3 separate regions of the Mus musculus genome follow, and regions 2 and 3 are each linked to region 1. Evidence: chromatin contacts called from public promoter capture Hi-C data. All regions are on one chromosome and are shown on one strand. The core of a region is the stretch at or near the end of the contact, and the rest is flanking DNA. Distances in the headings are between cores, read along the strand shown. Region 1 holds the start of Nr4a3 (nuclear receptor subfamily 4, group A, member 3). Region 2 overlaps Invs (inversin). Region 3 has its middle 130 kb from the start of Gm32544.

Region 1 (3,493 bases), core at 323-2,822:
CCTAGTTCGAACCTTCTTAGATTCTGAAGCATGTGCTATGACTAGGGGATCCTATTCCCCCAACTTTGCCACCCACACGCTCAATTGTTGGGGCAGATCAAAAGAAAATGCCACTTGAGATTCTAGCAGACCACTGGAGACCGCGTCTGTCTGTGTTGTTTCATTCTAACGTCTTCGTAAAAAAAAATTTTTTTTTCTGAAAGAGGTTACTTTCAGTTAGCAGCAACCTTTGGAACTAAGAGTTCTTAACTCAAACATGTTTTGTTTTGTTTTGTTTTGTTTTTGTTATTTGTTTTGTTTTGTTCTCAGCAAGAAAGTGACACCCTAAATTTTTTTCCAGGAAAAAATCGCTGTCCCTTATACAGTCGCCCAGACTTTCTACATACTTGGAAGACAAATGTACCTCCCCCCCCCCGCCCCCCGCCCCAGGAGACCATAGTTAAGATCCCCTAGAGACAACCTAATGAATCCTGTTGACTGATTTTGAATATTTCATTTGAGAGGTGGAAGGGGAGGCATCTACAACCCTCAAATGCGAGTTGAGTTCCATGTCTGACCCGGTGCTGGGGAGTAGAGGAACAGTCAGACTCACTCAGCTGTTCAACACGTGTGGTGTGTTTGTTTTATATATAGTTTCTCGTGCAGCGCGCGCGTGGCTGGATGTGCACTTCTTTGGATTATAAAGCGTCCAGTCAAGAACCTCACACCATAAGTAAAAAGAAATAAAATCTTGTCCCTGGAACTGTCTGCATCCTAGGGTGAAACACTAACAGCATGACAGGAGGAAGAGGCAAATTAGCCTAGGCGCAGAGGGCCAGAGGGACGTAAACAGCCTTAGAACCATTGCATGAGGGAAGCACAGCTGCACCTCTGGGAGTCTTCGGCCTGGTGCCAGACTCCTTCAGCTGCGACTGCCAGGTCACTCGGAGAAGCTGGCTGGCGTAGCCTTCCCTTTCGGAAGAGCTGTCCTCTCTCTTACCCCCTGGACCTGGCTAGATGCCTCGGGGCAGCCTCGGAGGCGAGCCAGCAGCACTCCTCCAACTCTGCTCCACCCGGAGCCTGACAGCTGGGCGGTCCCGCCTGACCCGCGGGCGGGCTGCGGCACCCTCTGGTAGACCGGCGCCCTGGCAAGCGGCTCCCGTGCAGAGGGGTTGGCCGCGCGAATCTGAGAAGCCTCAGGGCTGGGGTCCGCAGCTCCCCGTGGTTTCCATTGTGCGGCCGTGAGAATGGCCGGAGGACGCGCGCACGCGCGCGCGCACACACACACACACACACACACACACACACACACACACCCTCGCACACGCGGAACCGGCTGGGCCAGGGGAGGGAGGAGGAGGGTGACGTAGCGTCCCATGTCGTCACATTGACGTCTCGCATTCCAGGCACTCTATGGAGAGGCTGCTAGGGCTCCTGTGGCATAAATGACGTGCCGAGAGAGCGAGCGAACGCGCAGCCGGGAGAGCCGAGTCTCCTGCCTCCCGCCCCCCACCCCTCCAGCGCCTGCTCCTCCTCCGCTCCCCATACACAGACACGCTCACACCCGCTCCTTCACTTGCACACACAGACAGACACACGCGCGCTCACACGCTCCGCACACACACTCCACTCTCTCCCGCGCGCTCACACCCCTCTCACCCGGCTCCCTCGCCAGTGTCGCGCCGCGCCGCGCCGCAGCCGGACGCCCCTCCAGGGCTCACTTTGCAACGCTGACAGAGCCCGCAGTGTCCGTGGAGGTGGGAAACGTGGCGACATCCTACCCCCTGGTCGCAGCCGGAGACTGGATGCCTGCGGAACCTCTCGGCGGCGCTCTCCCATGAGTTGGGATCGCAGCATCCCCCGCCAGCCGCTCACCGCCTCTGGGAGCCGCTGGGTTTGTGCACCGCAGCCCTTCCGGGACAGCAGCTGTGACTCTCCCCCAATCCAGATTTCGGGGTCGCTCTCTAGAAACTCGCTCTAAAGACGGAACCGCCACAGCACCCAAGTACGTACGATATGCCCAGTTAATGTGGGGACTTGCTTAAAAGTTGGCGCGCTGGGAAGTGTCGCTCCTGAAATTGACAACTTTTAATATGGGGTGGCCCCCTCCCGCCGCCTCCCCTTTCAGGTTTTCTCGCCCAGCTACCGGTGGGTTCCAAGCTGAAACTTTTCCCTTGTAGCTGGCCCTCAGGGACTCTGAAGCTTGTGAGATTCCTCTCCCCACCCAAAGAGGCTAAAAGCCTCTAACAAAGAGGAGGACCTGGATTTGTGCTGTAGCTGCTCCAGCGTCGTAATTCAGGGTATTTCGGCTCTAGTTGTCATGGTAATGATGCTCTCGGCGGCGGCGGCGGCGGCGGCAGCGGCTGCCGCTGAGGCAGAGTTGGAGCCCCGGTGATGAACGGCAGTAATTTTCCTGCCTTTTAAGTGGAATTGGAAATAGGGACTCTGGTGGGTCCGAGTTAATGTGTCTAATGGTGAAACGGAGCTGGTTGTCTGGGAGAAAGCTTAGGAGGGCCAGTGCCTGGGCAGCAGCGGCCGGAGTTTGCAGAGGCTCTGGAGGAGCTCAGCAAAGAGGGTGTAATTGTAGGAATGCGGCTTATTGTATTGAAATGAGCCCCGGGCTCCACTAGGCACGTCTGCCTGGCGTCGCCGACTTGCTGGTTTACACTTTTCCCCATGGAGGTAATCGGGTGTAATTGCCGACTCTCGCGCCCCGACACGCGTGGGGACCAGGTCCCTCTTCTCCAGGCCTTGGCTGGTGTGGGAAAGGCTTGTGTTACTTTTCAATGAGCTTTCGGAGAAGTTGCTCCGAGTGTTTTCTTCTTAGTAGAAAGGAAAGTTCTCGATGGTGAAAAGGGGAGCCGAGCAGCGGAGCGCAGCCGGCGGAGACTGGCTTTCAAAGGCACCTCTCGAACCTGTTGGAGGCTTCCGGCAGTCATGCGGGAGCTCATGAGCATTGGTCCCTTGATTTCCAAGAACGTTCTTGGAGCTGGCCTTTTGTTTATGTGCCCGGCTTCTCCCGAGGGAAGAGCCGCGGGGACTGTGGTCAATAGTGCTCTGGAGCTGCTTATCCTAGGGCCTGGGAGGGCTGGGAGAGAGGTTACAGGGTTCGGTTCGGCCATTCCTCCGCTGTTCCAATTCTGGAGCTCCTTTGCCAACAATCGGGAAATGTTTCTTATAGAACCAAGTTGGAGAAAGAAAAGCTGCCCAACGCGCATACTGAACACAATGAATGAAATTACTTTATTGGAGTTGTTTTAACCCAGCAAGATACACATAACGCCAAAGACTGCCGGGGGTGGGGGTGGCACCACTCCCTCCCTCCACAGGCACCCCCCACCCACCCCCAAATCCCGGACCCAGCACTCGCTCACAGAAATTCTCTCCCCCCCCCCGGGGTTTGCCTAAGCTCCCTCGGTCTTTCTGAGAATCTCTGTCTTTCCCTTTCTGCCGGTCTCTCCTCCACCTCTCTTGCCCCCGCCCAACCTCCGCCCCCGCTCCCCGATTGGAAACT
Region 2 (3,493 bases), core at 599-3,098, 290 kb after region 1:
GGCAGGACCCTCCAGCATCAATCACTAATTAAGAAAATGCCATACAGTCTTACCTACAGCCTGATCTTTCAGAGGCATTTTCTTAATTGGTGCTCCCTTCTTTCCAATGACTGTAGCTTGTATCAAGTTGTCATAAAATTAGCCAGCACACCTGACATCACAACATAGGAAAGATTATCTTAAAAACCCAGAGCTGAAAATGTAATTCAGTGGTAGATCACTTGCCTAGCACGCTGAAGGCCCTGAGTTCAGCACAGCAAAGAAATAAAACCAAAGAATCAGTACCACCGATGTCCAAGTTACCTGCTGTCTGATAAACGTATTTTCGTTTGAACATCTTATTTAGTGACAGGTTGTATGTTTTTAAAGTCTTTTTAATCTATAGATTCACCCTGTATCTCTTTTTTTTCTTTCCTTTTTTCTGCATACCTCTCACCGCTTTGTACAACTTGTACAAGTTTTTTTGGGGTTTGGTTTGTGTGTGGGGGGGTGTCTATCTGTCTTATCCCTTACTCTAGCCTAACCTGCTGTCTTAGTTTAAATGGCTTGTCTCAGTAGGATGTTGCTTCTCTTCCCAGGTGTAATTAACCCATTCCTCAGACCTCTTCATTCTCTGTCAATTAGTTATTGGCTCTAGAGGCTTGATTTCATTCAGGCTTAATCTTTATTCAGGGATACAGGGGAACTATTTCATTATTATGGTGTATTTGTCATCCGGAGGGAGGTGAGATCTCATTGCCTCTGTCTTCTAATGTCAGCAGTTACTGAAACTCAGTGACTAGAGCCCTTTAGCTCACTGGGAATTGCAAAAGGTGATGTTATAAATTCTGTTAGCCCTTCTACAACTATTAGCTAAAATAACTTGTTCAAGATAAACTTTACCTTAGTACTTACTATTAGATGCTTCAGAGGTGCAGGAGAAAAATAAGTGCTTCTTTTTATTTTGTTTACCAGTTTTTAAAATAAGGAGTGTTTTCTTGGCATCCTAACTTGATGACCTATTTTTGTTTTGTTTTGTTTTGTTTTTTTTAATGTCATTCTGAATTAGACCTAGAATTTTCAGTATCAGTTTAACACGGTGTTATTCTTAACCAATAGTGTGCTCCATATGAATCCAGTATTTGACAACTTACTTTTGTTATCTACTATAACTTAATGGTCAAGATTTATTTATTTACTTATTTTGGTTCTAGACTAGAATTAGCCATTTCTCCAAGGGCTTTTTTTTTCAATAGAAAAAAGTCGATGGAGACCACAGGCTACAGTCTAGGTGTTCATTATTACTGGACTGAAAATTATTCTTAAGCCTTTACAATGGACAGACACTGAGCAGTTTTAAGAAATGAAAGCATGATTTATCACGTTCTTTTCTAATCTGGACCCAAAGGAGTTTAAGGTCACCGCTTCTATCTTATATCTGTACTTCATCTTTCTCATCCTCCCATAGAAGATAGAGAATATTACATTGTGTAGGAAATCTTGCCTTCAAGTCATTTTTAGAAAGTTTGGCTTGGCATACTGCCTTTGAGACAGATCATAGCATCTTAGTATAATATTTTTTAATCTTTGAGAGTTTCATGTGCATACAATGGGTTTGATCATATTCACTCCCACCCTCCCCTTAACTCCTCGAAGATCTACCACAACTCTGTTTCCCTCCCAACTTTATGACCTCTTTTTGTTTTTAAATAACCCCCAAGTCCATTTTGTACTGCTTATGTACTTACGGGATAAGGCCATCTACTGGAGTATAGTGACGTTTGCCAGGTCATACTCTTAAAGGAAACTGGCTCTCCCTCCCCCAGAAGTCATCAATAGATCTGTTGATCAATAGAACCTTGGCTACTCTGGTGTACATTCCAACATGTAGAGTGGCTTGATTGTGCAAGTCTTGTGCAGGCAGCCACAGCTGCTGTGAGTCATGAGTGCAGCAATCCCGTCATGTTCAAAGACACTGTTTTGCTCCCTTCTCCCACTCTGGTTTTTCCAGCCTTTCAGCCCTCTCTTCTTCCCTTCCCGGGCCTTGCAGGGTAAGGGGTGAGGTATGGATGTCCCATTTACAGCTGACCCCTCCACAGACAGTTAGGTCTTTGTACTTTGGCCACATGTGAATTTCCACACTAACAGCCATCCACTGCACAAAGAAACGCCTCTGATAAGGCCTGAGAATTGCACCAATTAATGAGTATAAAGATATGAACTTAGAGAATAAGAATCTAGAGAAAAGTTTGATATATCCATTTGCCAAAATACTAAAAGTAGGCGCAGCCCTTGGGCCTATGAGCTCTCCAACCATGAATTCTTAGCCTGATTCACAATGCTAGGAAATATTCCTTCCTTTGTCATGTGTTTTAAATCCAATCAGAAAACAGTTGGTTAGCTCCAACCTTATTGCATGCATGTCACTTTTGCATCCATTGGCATATCTTGCCACACTGGTTATTCTTCTAGTTCATAGGGTCACAGCTTGGTAAGTCTGTTGATGACTTTTCTCCTCTGACAGCCTACATAACACCTTAGTACTATGAAAGCTAGCCAGCAGGAAGGATGTTTCCTGGTCAGTACCAACTTGATTTCATGTCCTGGACCAAATATGGGGTATCTTCACCAGTAAGTTCTTACCACAAAATTCCAACCAAGAGCAAAAAGAGGAGCAATGGGATGGGAGGTTTAAGCATTTTTAAAAGAACTACTACCAGGAATTCAGCTTAGTTAACGTATATTGAGTTCCCATTTCCTGCTTGCCTGTATAAGACAGAAATCTACCAATAAATCTCATTAGCACTACATTCTAGTTTTATATAGAATTCAGCCACCTTTTCTAATATTTTAAATTTCTTGATTTTTATTTCATGTGCATTGGTGTTTTGCCTGCAGGTATGTATTTGTGGGGGTGTTGAAGCCTCTGGAACTGGAGTTACAGACAGTTGTCAACTGAGATATGAGTGTTGGGAATTGAACCCAGAAGCTCTGGAAAAGCAGCCAGTGCTCTTAACCACTGAGCCATCTCTCCAACCCAGCACATTTTTCAGCATAGCATTTCTACCACTTTTCATTCTAGCTATTATGCTGTGCTGCAGTGTTACAGCTTTCTCTTTACGTTGATTATGATAAACTCTTAACTGGTCTCTTGGTTTCTGCTCTAGCTCCTTCAAACTGTGGCCAGTAAATCACCCAGAGCAATCCTTTATAAGCTAAGTCAAGTCATTCCTCTGTGTCTTGCCCTATGAGAGACACCCATCTTGGAGCAAAAGTCCAGGTACAACTGTTCCTCCATATCTGTGGGTTGTGAATCTTTAGATGCTCTCAAACGTGAGGAGAGAAATTGCATGAAAATGTAAAGATTTTTTCTTATCCCAATTCTCCATAAATAAGTAAAACAACTTTAAAATTTAAAGTGTAATAGCTGTTGTAAATAATCTAGAGATGATTTCAAGTATATGTAGGCTATCTACTAATATTATAGAATTTAGCATAACAGACTTGAGTATCT
Region 3 (3,493 bases), core at 440-2,939, 270 kb before region 1:
TCAAATAACAGTAACAAAGCTTAACTACATCGTACTCAATACAAAACTCTTGCTTCATGCACTACTTACCGGACCGTGATGAGGAAAACAAGCTACTTACTCTTTCTGTCTTACATGGGAGGAAACTCAACTGAGGAGGGTCACACATTGGCCCAGACCCATACAGATCATGTCTCAAACCCAGAGAGTTCTTACTCCTAATTTTATGCATCTTGCCTTATGCCACACAGCCTTTAAATGCCTGAATAATGTAATGGATACACAGGTGACCACTTCATCCAAGGATGCTCCACCTAGAAAGGTAAAAGGCTAAGGAGGAATAGCTGGAAGAATGTAAGTAAAACTATCCTCTCTCCTTAATGATGTGGGAACTAGCCACCTCTACATGAGAAGAACCAGTTACCATATACATCATAGTATGAATCATAGTAGGAAAGAAGCTCACCCCAAGGTACCATTCCCATCAACATGAGATCTTCTTGCTTAGGATGCTGGGGAGCACCGTGCACCCTTTAGAAGAAGTTTCCACAGTGGCTCTGCCCTATGGGATCCCAATCAAACCCACAGAAAGTAAATGAATCACTTTTTCTCTTTCATTCTAAACCCCAAACATTAAATACATTGTTGGTTCTAATTAGATCATTCCTAACCAACTCACTAACTCACTCACTCACTCACTCACTCACTCACTCACTCACTCACTCTTCATTCATTCATTCATTCACTTATTCAAGAAAAGTCATTTGTGGAGCAAGCCTGCTTAAAAGACCCCTTGTCACATTATGTCCCACGATCACTTGTGCTTTATCTGGGCATTTCCAAGTAGACTTAGAGAAAGGCCTGGCCAGACTCAAATCTTAAACACGTCTGTATTCTCTGGGTCTAGCATATCTTACAGCACATAACAAATACTCAGTAAATAATTGAAAGACAGGAGGAAGCGTTTCTGGGCTTTTTACGTGCAGGAGCTACTCACTCCGCCATGAGCTGCCATGTCTACTTGGTGCCTGCATTAGGGCACCTGCAGAATGCAATGTCCTTCCTCTACTGAAAATGTCTAAATTCCTCGGAGGTCCCAGCCCAGTCCTTCCTACCTCCAGGTAGGGTCTCAGGTGCCCTCTGAAGAAGACCTCCTTCTGATTGCCTGCTTCAACTTAGCTACACTCTTTGGTCATCCCCAGAAGTAGTTCTGGTCTGGTCCTACTGCCTGGCTCTTTGTATGCTAGAGCACTGAGCACTCTGCCTTTATATCCTGGCTTCCAGGAGCTGAGATTCTCCAAGACTCAACCAAAAGTCAGTGTTGAAGCATATTAACAGGCATGCCTAGAATTAATTCATCTCAAAGAAACAGATCATTCTTTGGAAACAGCCTGCTGTTCACATGCTTGTGATGAATGTCATTCAGTGGTTGGTAACAGTGAAGAGATTTGGGAACCGCTCAATCACTAGCTATTTCATTCTGTAGATGACGGTTTTTTTGACACCAAGATCAGCAAGCAAGCTTTTGAACAATCCTCATTTCAAGTTCAAAATGTGAATGAGTTTCTGCCTGAAAGAAACAATGAGCTCCCTGCCAAAAAACAACGATAATTATTAGCAATTTCTGAAGGTGAACTAGGGAGGATTCATTCTCACACTCCTGTTCTCAGCTGTCTGATGGTGATGGGAGGTTTATATAGGCTTGGCTAGTCCCCATGGCAACAGCCTTTCTCCTGGGTTACCATAGGAATGGTGAAGGCCTTTATAAGCCTCCATTAGCAGAGACTGGGCCGGCAGCAGTCAAAATCATCTGCTGGTGAAGACTCTGTAAAGTGTCAGTGAGGGTGTCTGAGAATTAATTTTACCCTGGAGTAGCTGCACAGGTCTGTTTAGCAGACGTCGACAGCTCTCAACTCGAGATAACACTGATATCAGCCCTGTGTCTTGACCATTTCACTTGAAGGTTTTTCCTAACTTGAGCTACATTCAGATAGGACCAGATTTTAAAAGATTCTGAGACAGAAGGAAGAAATCTCTTCTTATAAAACCTCACACTGGAGACAGGCAAATTAAGGGTCTTGCCCCCAGAACGGTGCATAGAAGCCATATTAATGGACCTGGTTGCTGCTCTTCCCAAATTTCATAGATTGAAACCCAATTGCCAGTGTGTTAGTATTAAGAGAAGGGGCAACAGAACCACCCAGCAGAAGACAGTCAGGCCTGGCACACACATCACCCACTTTTACCTGCAGATGTCATTGAAAGGAGACTGGGTGACAGAAAGATGGAGTATAAGAGGAGGAGAAGGAGTGGTAAAGGCTCTGTGGAGAGAGGCAGAACTGGTGACATGTCAATGTGAAGGGTAAGAGACAGGGCTGAGGTTGACTGTTGATCAAGTCATAGCCCAGTAGACTCAGGAAGGTGAGCAGCAGCCAGAAGCTTGGGCAGATGCAGAACTTGTCCCCAAACAAGCTGCCCAGACACAGGATCACCCTAGATCTTGGCCCGAGATGATGGGAGCTCTACTTTCTAGATTAGACCTCCTCAAAGGACCGCCATGCCCGGAGATGCTGCTGAAGGCCATGTGTAGATCAGTGGCCCTGATGTGGCCAAGGTCTGGGTTAATGTCCAGACTGTGTTGTCTCCTGAAGACATGATGATGTTCATGGCTGGTGCCCTGGACTGAGGCTGTGTTCATGTCCATGGGCCATGCTGCCTCTGTTGACCATACTGATGTGAATGACCTATGCTGCCAATGAGGGTGATATTTGGGTCTGTGGTCTTACTGCAGCCGTATCTGTGTTGATGTCCACGTCTGTACTACCACCGAAAGTCACATGGATGTCAGTGGTTTATGCTATCACCAGAAGCCATGTTGATGTCCAGTTGCATCTGAGAGCCTTATCCAGGCCCATAGCCCTACTGCAACCAAGAGCCCTGTTTGTACTGTGCTGATGCCAGAAAGCGTGTGGAAGCCCGAGATCCACGCTCTCACGGTCCTTAAAGAGCAAATAGTTTTCACAGCGATATCAATGACTGCAGATGCACAGTTGAGAAAGAGAGACATAGAAGACTTCTGTGGCAAACCCTACCTCTACCCCTACACGTCCCCCACCAAATTAGTAACAACCTAGACAGGAAGCCATTCAAAGAACTCTTAAAATCTGTGATAGGATGCTAGGGTGTCTCCCTCCACAGTAAATGGTTTCCATCAGGGATGCCAGATTCATCTAGGTGGCAGGTCACTGAGAGTTTGGCCATACCCTAGTAAAAATATGGTTAGCACAAAATGGACTTTTTTTCTGGGGAGAAATAACAAGGGTGGGGGCAGACAGGAAAGGACTGGAGGTGAATGTGATAGGGGTGTATAAGAATCAATAAAAATACCCTGTTGGAAAAAATTAATTTGGAATGATAAATGGATCATATTGTTTTCCTGAGGAGGGGAGGGAGGAAGGTGGAAAGAAGGGAGGGAGGGAGAGGGGGAAGGAGGGAGAGAGAGAGAGAGAGAGAG

Evidence for each region. Promoter capture Hi-C pulls out the DNA fragments that hold promoters and counts their contacts.
Region 2: a promoter capture Hi-C map of liver shows a contact between it and region 1, with 2.4 times the contacts expected there. The contact joins the enhancer-like site here to the promoter of Nr4a3 in region 1. A contact is called at or near these places in 2 of 39 promoter capture datasets (hippocampal neurons and liver), 1 of 484 Hi-C or Micro-C datasets (liver), 5 of 115 datasets of contacts at active chromatin or transcription factors (acute myeloid leukemia, embryonic forebrain, embryonic hindbrain and 2 more) and 2 of 9 other capture datasets (adipose tissue and macrophages).
Region 3: a promoter capture Hi-C map of hippocampal neurons shows a contact between it and region 1, with 6 times the contacts expected there. The contact joins the enhancer-like site here to the promoter of Nr4a3 in region 1. A contact is called at or near these places in 4 of 39 promoter capture datasets (embryonic stem cells, hippocampal neurons and stem cell-derived epiblast-like cells) and 5 of 115 datasets of contacts at active chromatin or transcription factors (SST interneurons, embryonic forebrain, forebrain and 2 more).

Annotation. Positions count from the first base shown.
Region 1 is chr4:48,043,733-48,047,225 of GRCm38.p6, forward strand. It overlaps Nr4a3 (nuclear receptor subfamily 4, group A, member 3), which reads left to right and starts at 1,573. Exons shown (of 8, transcript NM_015743.3): 1 at 1,573-1,984.
Region 2 is chr4:48,330,768-48,334,260 of GRCm38.p6, forward strand. The region is part of intron 3 of Invs (inversin); the gene reads left to right. Among named protein-coding and RNA genes, the nearest start is that of Invs, 53 kb to the left of the region's middle. Within about 2 kb of position 1,849, at least 19 of the 459 cell types and tissues checked have an H3K27ac peak or open chromatin away from gene starts, as enhancers often do. A contact at or near this core is called in liver, where this site is marked.
Region 3 is chr4:47,771,037-47,774,529 of GRCm38.p6, forward strand. No RefSeq gene overlaps it. Among named protein-coding and RNA genes, the nearest start is that of Gm32544, 130 kb to the left of the region's middle. Within about 2 kb of position 1,690, at least 18 of the 459 cell types and tissues checked have an H3K27ac peak or open chromatin away from gene starts, as enhancers often do. A contact at or near this core is called in hippocampal neurons and neural progenitor cells, where this site is marked.